Regions from separate parts of the Danio rerio genome. Here region 2 is linked to region 1. The links are chromatin contacts, called in public HiChIP or PLAC-seq maps. All regions are on one chromosome and are shown on one strand. The core of a region is the stretch at or near the end of the contact, and the rest is flanking DNA. Distances in the headings are between cores, read along the strand shown.

Evidence for each region. HiChIP or PLAC-seq counts read pairs in DNA pulled down with a chosen protein or histone mark.
Region 2: a contact with region 1 is called in an H3K4me3 HiChIP or PLAC-seq map of gastrula embryo, with 3 times the contacts expected there. The contact joins the promoter of engase here to the promoter of suz12a in region 1. A contact is called at or near these places in 2 of 4 datasets of contacts at active chromatin or transcription factors (embryo and gastrula embryo).

Annotation. Positions count from the first base shown.
Region 1 is chr3:34,721,024-34,726,438 of GRCz12tu, forward strand. suz12a (SUZ12 polycomb repressive complex 2 subunit a) reads right to left here and starts at 2,751. Exons shown (of 16, transcript NM_001003529.2): 1 at 2,353-2,751; 2 at 1,702-1,748; 3 at 906-970; 4 at 629-697; 5 at 492-541; 6 at 1-31. The coding sequence starts at 2,524.
Region 2 is chr3:35,008,664-35,014,078 of GRCz12tu, forward strand. engase (endo-beta-N-acetylglucosaminidase) reads right to left here and starts at 2,679. Exons shown (of 14, transcript NM_001080578.2): 1 at 2,528-2,679; 2 at 2,359-2,435; 3 at 1-181. The coding sequence starts at 2,631.

The DNA.
Region 1 (5,415 bases), core at 1,501-4,000:
TCTTCATTCTCTGAGTTCTGCAACTGCTTCTCTGATAAAGTGAACAACAAATCACAGTCAACATGTGAACAGGAGAAGGGCTGGGCGATATGGCAAAAATGCAATCTCGATAATCATTTTCCATATTGAACGATAACGATAAATATTTGGATATCAGTTGATAATGCTATCAAGGTTTAAAAAAGTACCCCAACAATGCCTGACGCCACACAAATTAGAGTGCATGACATAACATTATAAATGACATCACATATTTTGAATGATAAATTTTCACTGGCCAAATATTTAGCACATCTCTAATAAACACATTTTTAGATTTCCATTGTTGCACATTTCTGCTGTGTAAGTTGCTCTTAGATCAATATAGAGTAAAAAAAAAAAAGTCCAGAGCTTATGGACATAAATTTTATTGCAATTCGATATATCGTTTATCGGCCTAGCCCTAAACAGAAGTATTATGATTTGCACTCAAAACCTTAATTTTAGCTCACCAGTTTTATGGAAGAATCCAGTGAAAGTGAGTTGAAGGTTTGAAGCCAAACTGCACAGCAAAAAGACTGCAGTTAAAACTTCTGTATGCACTGAGACAGTAAGCAAACAAAATAAATCTGAATCAAAAACAGCTTACTTGTGAGATTCTGGATCCACTTTTGACTTCTCCACTTTAAACAGCAGATCATTCAAACTGAAGCTCTTTCTAAAACAGCAGACGCCAGCAAACATTTGGTTATTTTGTTTAGCTCTTTGATATGCAACTTATCTTACAGCAACTGAAGAACATTAAACAGCTGCAGTGCATTTGTCAACATGCAAATTGTCACACATTTGTCAGGCCTGTGTAAGGAAATGAAAGGTGTGGCCTTTTGACGAACAAAGAGATTAAGATTCACATGTAATTGTTTTACCTTTTTGAATTAGTTCGCGAGTTTCTGTGGGACATATATGTAAGAGATCGGTGCAGGAAAATTGGCTGATGGAAAAGGAAAAAAATAAATTAATTAAAAATTATTGTGGCAGGAAAGTCCAAGTTTTTCACCTTGAGTCAACGAGCAATTCCAGCATTATAGATGTAACATTTGCAGTAAAACTCAATACATAAATTTATAGAGAAAGTATATGTTAACATTATATTTAAACATCCATTTATATTTACAAAACTAACCACAGAGTTATGGAATCAGAAAAATATCAATCTGCAAACATTTTTATATTTACAATGAGGGAAATAAACATGCGTTATGAATGTGACCAAAAAGGTTAGCAGGTTTGCAGTATAAAACATACTTTGTAGAAATTCTGTGAATTAAACTGTACAACCCCAAAGAAATAATGATAATCAAAAGGATAGGGGTTGAATCTCTATAGTACAAAAATGATTTATTTGATTTTACTTGACATTTTTTGCATTTATAAGGAAAAAGCTTGGGTTATGGATGCGACGCCTCTCTGTTATAAATGTGACAGGTGTAAAATTGCCATTTGTGTGACTTTGGAAATTAAATTTAATAGTTTGAAAACATTGCCAGAGACATTGGATTATTTTTACAGTACTGTAAAATACAAGCCAACACAAAAAACCTAGCAAGGGTTTTGCGATATTGGTGAAAACATTTTCTTTCATGGCAAGGTTGACATTTCAGTGTAATTGCTTCACTATAAACAATATAAATGACATAATATCATTGATTATAGCCTACTTACAGTTATGAGATTCCTTGTGCGAAGAAATCTGTATATTTGAGTTGGTTCTGTAAACAGAAGAGAAGAATCATAATGATGTTGACAGATGCAGATTCATGAAAAGTATGTTTATGTCAAAATTTATGCATCAAGTTACATGAACAAAATAAACATTATTATCTTACAACTTCTGCAAATCAATCATTGGCCACAGTTTAGCAAAACAACTTGTCTTAGCCAGTCTAAAAAAAGTCAAAACTACAGCATAGCTTTTCAAAGGTTTTGGGTTATTCATGGTTGTTTGTGTCTTTTTTTGTGTAACAACACCTCTCTCAATGACATTTTGAAATGATTAAACGCATTAAAGCACGTGTCATCTCTTGCACGTGTCTAATTTTCATAAAGGATGTGGCCTACACAACCATCCAAAAATGATATCCCTCAATTCTGACGAAATCCATAACATGACACCTAAAACTCTCGTCAAAAGTAACATTTAAGCATTTAATATACTACTAAACGCAATTTGCCGGTTAGTAATGTTATTGTTTAGCCTTCAAGCGAGGAGTGAGTGCATTCGTACAACTGTATACCCTTACTTGTGCTAGAAAACAACATTTTTTAATGTTTCCAAAGCAAACGGGGTAAAAAGTTAAAATTAGACCAACTTACTCTCGAACGCCTCCAGGAAGAGTTGGTGGTCGGCTTGGATCTGCTCCATCTTGAGTCGCTTGACTGAAGTCATCACAACACCGGACGATGCGTGAGCTCCTCCATTAGCGGCTTTACTCGCGCTGTTGCCATAAAAACCATTCCCACCCGAGCCGTGCTTTTGTGGAGCCATCCTAAAATAGCGTTCGTGGGGTCGAACGAGACGTTTGAAACGGAAGCCCAGCGGATTCAGCCGAGTCCTGAGCCCAAACAAAGGGAGAGCAGCCGAGACCGGTTCGCCCCCTCAACAAAGTAACAGTTAACATCCACGAGCAGTTCAGGCTGATTTGCAGACCGGATGGAATTGGCGACAACACGAATGCACGTAGACAATTAGGAAAAACAGGGTAATAACGTCCCAAAAGCGATCGCCTAGTGAACTCTTACCGGATCATGTGTAATTTGGATTCCACGCGACGGACTACAAAACAAACGCGGCAGAAAGTATGCTTAAATGTATGCGCTTCACTGCTGTTTGGCTACAGGAAAACTTCCGCTGTGGTCTGTATACACGAATATAATGTTACAAGTAAACCCAGAAGCCCCTCAGGGAAACAGCCTAAAGTCGAAAGTGCTGTGAATATTACCCGCCCTCCTTCTTGAATGCATTGCACACAGCTGATAAAAGCTCGAGTTTGAACATTACAGTCAAGTTTGGTAGAGAGTGTGCACTGTGCTCGCCGCTGCCTTCCGTTTCGCTTATTATGTTTTCGCGGGAAATTCGTTTTTTCGGAGCAGAGCGGGCGAGAAGATCATCAGAGTAGGAAATATGTTGTTGATGATTGCAAGATATTCAGTAATATGCTTCGTTAGATTTTTACCATTCATGATACTGTTATGGTGGGCACTTCTATGTACAGTGAATAATTGTTTATTATAAACTATGTACCAATTCAATATGGTGATTTCATTAGGCCATGAACATTTCCTGGTTGTTGTCAACTATTTCATATCTGTAACAAGCAAGTAACAAATCACAAATACTCCAACTACTGTATTTAAGTAGATTTTCTCAGAAATTAAAATTTAAGTTAGTTACTAAAATATGTTCTTTTACGTTACCTTGAGTACAGTTTTACTGCAGTATCGGTACTTTTACTCCACTACTTTCCTTCAACCTGCAGTCACTATTTTTATTCCTGTCAATGGGTATTAGAAAAATCAGTTCTGTGATTACTGTTCAATCAAATCGCATATAGAAGTAAAGAGGTAAATGTCATCTTTCTGAACGTCCTCAAGACATGGGTGATTTATAATTGCAGTAAACTGTTTGGAAGCATTAAAAGTGTCCAAGAAGATGTGCAAAATCTTTACATACATTGACCAAGAGACTGTTTAGATGCATGTCACTGATGAGAAGATAACGGATGATTACTGTACGATGACTAAAATGGCTTCAAACACCCAGCAGGCACAAGACATCAACATGACGTCAGATTGACATTGTACCCTATTGTGATGGGGGCGTTGCAGTTTGTTTGAAAATGAAAGTGGGGTTCATGTCAGAACCCAACATCAGGCCAATGTCAATGTCCAGCGTCCTACCTAAAATCAAGCAAATATCAATGTCTAAGAGTTACGGCTTGACGTTGTGTGGATGTTACCACTGTGACGTCTATCAGATGTTGGATTTTGGTTGCCATACCTGACGAATAAATAATAGTATTTGACGTTAATCTGACGTTGGTTTAAGATGTTGGCTTAACTTCAGACTTTGGTCACTTTCCAACACAATCTGAAATCAACCAATTGTCCTTAGACACGGGCTAGACATTTAATATTAGTCACCCGATATCACATCCTAAATCTAACTTGATATTAACGTCTTATGACGTTGTGTACACACATTCACAATGTACATTTACACACATTCACAAATTACATGTAAATGCATCAGCTTATCACAGCGTAATACACACTCTTGAGAACTTTAGAAAGGTCTAGTTTTACTCATACTTTGAGTAATACTTACAACAGATACCCAGTACTCTACCTGCACTTCATTTTTAGGCAAGTAAAGGTACTTTTACATGAGCATGATATTTCAGTGCTTTTTCCACTACTGGTGAGAGTTCAATCATAACTTGATGTTATAACAGCTATCATAACAATATTTATGAATATGTGGAACTTTTTGGCTCGCAGAAGCTATTTAAATTTAAAATGTAAAACAGGAAATACGTCAGGACCATTGTGATTGTTTACATATCTCAAAAGGGTCTATATTAAAAATAGATTGTTCATCACAGCTCCTTGTTCTTGAGGAATTGTTCAGACAAACATCTTCAATGTTCAGATTCTTTATAGGCCTATTATGCATAAGCATTAATGTTAAATTATGTGAAATTGTTAACTGATGTTTAATAAGTCATTAAAATAAAAAGTTGTAATTAGTAACAAAAAAATAATGCTATTTTACAACATTTGTAACAACTTCTGTAACAAATGTACCTATTTCTCATTGTTTGCATTAGATAACGCTTTAACTTACTATGGGATCTCATTGTAAAGTGATACTATATTGTATTTAACAATCCTTTTTGCAATTTGATTTGTTTGATAAGGTGTCACGGTAGCATAATTTCCTCACAGCAAGAAGGTCACTGTTTCGAGCCTCGGCTGGGTCAGTTGGCGTTTCTGTGTGTAGTTTGAATGTTCTCCTCGTATTGGTGTGGGTTTCCTCTGGGTGCTCTGGTTTCCACCACAGTCCAAAGACAGGTGAATTGGTTAAGCTAAATTGTCCGTTGTCTGAGTGTGTTTCCTAGTGTTGGGTTGCAGCTGGAAGTGCATCTGCTGCGTAAAACATATGCTGAATAAGTTGTCGGTTCATTCCGCTGTGGCGACCCCGGATTAATAAAGGGACTATGCTGAAGGAAAATTAATAATATTTTACTTTGTTTTTTTTATTGTTGTGATGTTTCTTCTTAAGAACATTTTTACTTACTTTCTGCCTCTGACTATATTACTTTCTTACACATATTAACAAAAATATCTGGGTTTTTTTCCACTAAACTTTAATAAACC
Region 2 (5,415 bases), core at 1,429-3,928, 290 kb after region 1:
ATCATGTCATGGGACACCAGTGTCCTCCTTGGGCAGCTTTCGAGTGGAGGATACCTGCTAGCCAGTGGCACACTGGACACATTAAATATACTTGCTTCATTTCTTTTCCATGACAGCAGCTCATCGAGAGACTTCAGACTGCAGCTGATGGGCTCCGTTGTGTCAGGATCATAGTGGACTGCTGCCAGACAGGGTAATTATAACAAAAGTAAAAAAATATATAATAAACTTAAATTCCATACATATTTGTGATCCAGGACCACAAAGCCAGTCTTATGTTGCCAATAATAAACTGTATGGTCCAAAATGATTAATTTCTTTTTTATGCCAAAATCATTATAATACTGAGTAAAGATAGTCTTCTAAGAATGTTTGTTGAAAATGTCCTACTTTAAACATGTCAAATAAGATTTTTTTATTAGAAATGTGACCAATTTAAAGGCAATTTTGATTTTTGAACTCTCAGATTCCTTACATTCACACAGTAATAATAGGCCAAATATTGTCCTGTTCCAGCAAAACATACATAAATAGAATGTTTATTTATTCAGCTATCAAGTGATGTAAAAATTTCAATAAATAATAGCCTGGTTTCGTGGTCAATAGTCATAACTGTGATATAGCAGTTGGTTGCTTTTTTATTACCTGTTGTTAAAATTAAGATATTGTACTTCACTTGCGTTCCAATATAAAAATTCCTTTAGATATGCAAAAATATGTTTGTGGGACATTTAAACTGAGCTGTGAACAGATTAAAGGCTGCAGCGTTACGTTATTTCAGTTTTTCTCTAAACTATGAATGTAAATCTCAAAACTGTTAGCTGGAACTTCAGAACTTTATTGCATGTCTGCAAAATTTAGTTACTCACCCAAAACATTTCATTACTGCTTCAAAACCTAGTTATTGTGTCAGTAATTTGGCCAAGGCCACCAAAACAGAAAGTGTATTTGTTATTATGTGAGCCACACAGCTCAAAATGATTGGTTGTTTATTCACCATAACAGTCAACCATGGAAATTAAGGCTTAAAAAATCTGATATTTGTTTTGAAGAGTGATTAGTACATACAAATGAATGAAAAATAAATGAATATTTGTATTTATACAGTACATTTATTTTGTACAGGTGTATAACATGTAAAGTGTAGTCTTGCTTGTCCAATTACTCTATTCTGTATATTTCATATTTCGTATGTTACAACAAATACACAAAAAACTACAAAATATCATTCATGAAAAAAATATATTCTTGGTGGACATCCTGTCGCTCTTGTTAGCCTTGCCAGAGGTTACACTTTTTCCAATTGCTCATCCATAAGCATGTTGCTGCAGGACTGTTAGTGTAGTGATTGTGATGCGTGAAGTGTTATGTACATACACCAAACTTAAACATAGATAATTGACAAACATAGAGAATTGACTCATCAGTAATAATCATAATCAACAGGCCATATGCAATTAGTTTTTTGTCCAATCTACAGAAATTTGTACTTGCTGTTTGCAATTTGCTTAAATCAATAAGAAAAGCCAATCTGAAGTTAACAATAGGTTAATTGTTCAAACATCTAAACTTGTTGTTTAGAAAAATAAAAATTTCAATAGAGAATTGAGCCAAAGCAATTGAGTAAAACTGTAATGCACAACATGCAATGTTAAAGATGAGAGAGTCTTGATTTAACAATTTTTGGATCTTACAGATAAGAGACATCATTTGAAACTGTGGAAAGTGTTTTTTCACACAATAAAGACAAAACAATGTGCTTAAATATTGTATGAAATGCTTTTCTTGCAGATTGTTAACAAAAACAATCCAACATGTTTGCATTGTGCAGCCTCTTATGCCTATTTAATCTATGCAATTGCTTATATGAGAATCCAAATTGGTCCAACATGTAGTAAGTTAATGGTCTGCTGTTGGAATTATTTTATGTTTTTCGACAACTTTATAAAGGGAGGTACTTTGATGACACCAAATTTTACATGACTTCATTTATATTTAACATTCATGTACGTCAGTGTTTCTCAACCACGTTCCTGGAGCACCATCAACACTGGTTCTGGATGTCTGCTTTGTCACACGCATTACAGGTCTTTCAGTCCCTGCTAATAAGCTGATGATCTGAATCAGGTGTGTTTGGTTCAGGAGACAGAAAAAGTGCAGAGCTGGTGGTCCTCCATTAACGTGGTTGAGAAACAGTGATGCATTGTACCTTAAAAGCATCCAAAGCATGAGATTGTATAATTTCACATTGTGGTGCTTGAACTGATGTTAAAAAACCGTCATGAAGTTGGCCCCCCACCCAACACAGTAGAGTAATAAGGTAACAGTAGAGTAACTTAATTTCATAGAGGAACTTACATGGCAGCGTGGATGGCTCGAATGTTACGACTTCATGAACACTTTCATCAGCTGGTTGATCTAGGCAGGACTCAGAGCTATACAAACATCGCATTACATTAACAAATAAGTTACAATGCAAATAAATTGATGCTTTCTGTCAACCATAACTCATAAAAGGCGAAGTTACCTGACATCATCCTTAGGTATCTTGCCGCTTGTCGTTTCACTAACGTTACTTTTTCGTTTTCGAGCTATCATGTTGTCTTTGCCTTTTGTAGAAACACTCTCCATTTTACAAACCGTCAAAGGACAGCTAGTTTACAGGTACTTTCTATTTTTACCCGTCACTGTGGTAAACTAAAAGAGCAGACGCAGCTTCCGCGTGAGCTCTGATTGGCTGAATGAGAGTCCAACCATACGTGCTGGACAGAGATCATGCGTAAAGCTCTCTACTGTATATCCACCAGAGGCCAGAAGAGATTATTTTTGAGCTTCAAATGTAAAACTAGGTTACTATTTAAACTTTTATTTATTTAGTTTATAAGGGAGTCTTGTTGTGTTTTTAAAGGTAGGCTATTGAATAGGCTACTCAATCAAAATAGTAAACACAATTACATATAAGCATAAGTCATTAGCTTTTCTGACAGTCAATTTTAAGCAATGTTTAGATGGATTATTGGAGGGATGGATAGATAGATATTAAATGGTTTTATATTTGATTATAGTATCGCTACAAAAGGCAGTACTAGAAAATATTTGGATTAGTATTGTTTGGAAAACTTTATTACCAATCTTTAATGTCTACTTGTCATACACATGCATACTATAGTGCAATTGTAAATATATTTCTGTGAAGTATAGCTGTTAAATAGCCCATTTTTTATAAGAGAAGCCATTTAACATGCATTTTGAAGGGATTTTTAGAGTTAAAACTACTTTTAGTTACAATAAACAGGACAATAACTAAACAAAATCTAATCAACATCCATGAATCATGATTTTTAAAAATGGAATCAATTTTGAGCAGCAACAGAGTTTATATGGAATATGCATAATCATAATACAGTTATTACTTGCTTTTTTATTACAAATCATTTAGAAAATGCTAAATAAATTATAAGTGATTTATTGATTCTTATAATTTTTTTACTTTAAATATCCTTTCAAGAAATAAGTGCATTTTAATATTTTTTCACTTTGTAAATATAAATGTCATGCATATTAACTGGTTGAGCTTGCTTCTAGATGTTTTTGAGGTGTTTGAGATGAGTAATTTTGATAGCTGACTTGACGATGTGTACCAAATCTTCATTATTCAGTCGTTATTTAATGTTTGACACATTTTATTACGTTCATAACAACCTTAATAAATAGTTAGGTCAGAAATAATTGAAAAGTTATTCAAAATCAGATTTCATAATCTAAAGCAAGTGATCAAGCAGATTACAATAACAATTTTTAATAGCCATCATGTATAATTTGTAATAATAAAGGTATTCGCAATTAAAAGAGTGCTAAAATGTATCAGTTCATAAATAATTCACACTCTTTGTCCTCTTTGTCTCCATCCAGAATGTTAAAACACCTCTCATATCTATTCTCTCTATGTAGAATGGACATCCATTTGTCAGTCGAACAATAAATCTCTTCTGTTTTATTCCTCTTTCATCAGTCATGTGGGCCTGCATTCTGAATCGAGGGCTTTTAACATGCTATGAATGTCATGGAAATCTGGGGGTTTCATTTTCATCAACACATCCTGAAACATGGTCTTTCCTGAACTCACATAATATCATTGTTTTCCTTTATTGTATTAGTCTACATGAAGTGTATGAATCAAATCTCACAATTTAAGAATTAACTTCATACGTTACTTGAAGAGATGGAGTTTGTGGAGTTTGCATGTTCCCCCACAGTCCAAAAACATGCGCAATACGGTGAATTGAATGAACTAAATTGGATGTAGTGTATCAGTGTGTGTGTGTGAATGTGAGTGTGTATGGGTGTTTCTCAGTAGGGTTGTGGCTAGAAGGGCATCCCCTGCATAAAACATATGCTGGAACAGTTGATGGTTCTTTCAGCTGTGGCGACCCCTGATAAAGGACTAAGCTGAAGAAAAATAAACGAATGAATGAATGAATGAATGAATGAATGAATGAATGAATGAATGAATGAATGTTGGAAACCAATAGCCATTGACTTCCTTGGTATTTAATGTTCCTATGAATGTGAATGGTTACCAGATTCTAACATTCTTCAAAATATCTTAATTTTTGTTTAACAGGGGAAAAAATAAGCTCATAAAGCCTTGGAACCACCCAAGGGTGAGTATATATAGATTTTTTGGGGAAACTATCCCATTAAAGCAACTTCTGTTAAAAGTTCTGTTGTTGGTCTGCAGGGACATGTTTTGAATTTGTCAAGTCCTCCAAATTATTTCCTGTCTTTCTTTTCCTATTTCCTTTTGCACAGGCATACTTCCATAAAGGGCCATTGAGCTTGTTTACATTGATTGCTATTCTGAAAAGTCCTTAATTTATTTATATTGATGATGCAAAACATGCAGCTTTTGATGGCTTTGAATTCAGTCAGGACAGCCATTGTTGATGTGTTGTTCTGAATGTACAGCTGTCCCACATTACTAGGCCTGTGGGTTGATGATTAAATGATTGTGTTACACTGCAGAGCTGATCAATCCTCTGATTTCCCTACAGGCGAGTTCAGAGGCCAGTCCGATTCCCGGCAGAAACTCCAGCAGTCAAAAGATATACAATGAACCAGGCTATTTATAGAGACCACTGTTACTTTCTGGCATTAAAAAACAATACTCAATTGTTGAACAGCCTTATTGGGTCAAGCTAGATTTTTATAACAAACAGCAATGCCTTGGCACTTTTTCCAATGGTTTTAAAGTCTGTGTGAAATCAAAATTCACAATGTTTATTTTGCTAGTGCACATTGTTATTCTTTAAGTTTCATTCATTCATTTTCTTGTCGGCTTAGTCCTTTTATTAATCCGGGGTCGCCACAGCAGAATGAACCACCAACTTATCCAGCATGTTTTTACGCAGCAGA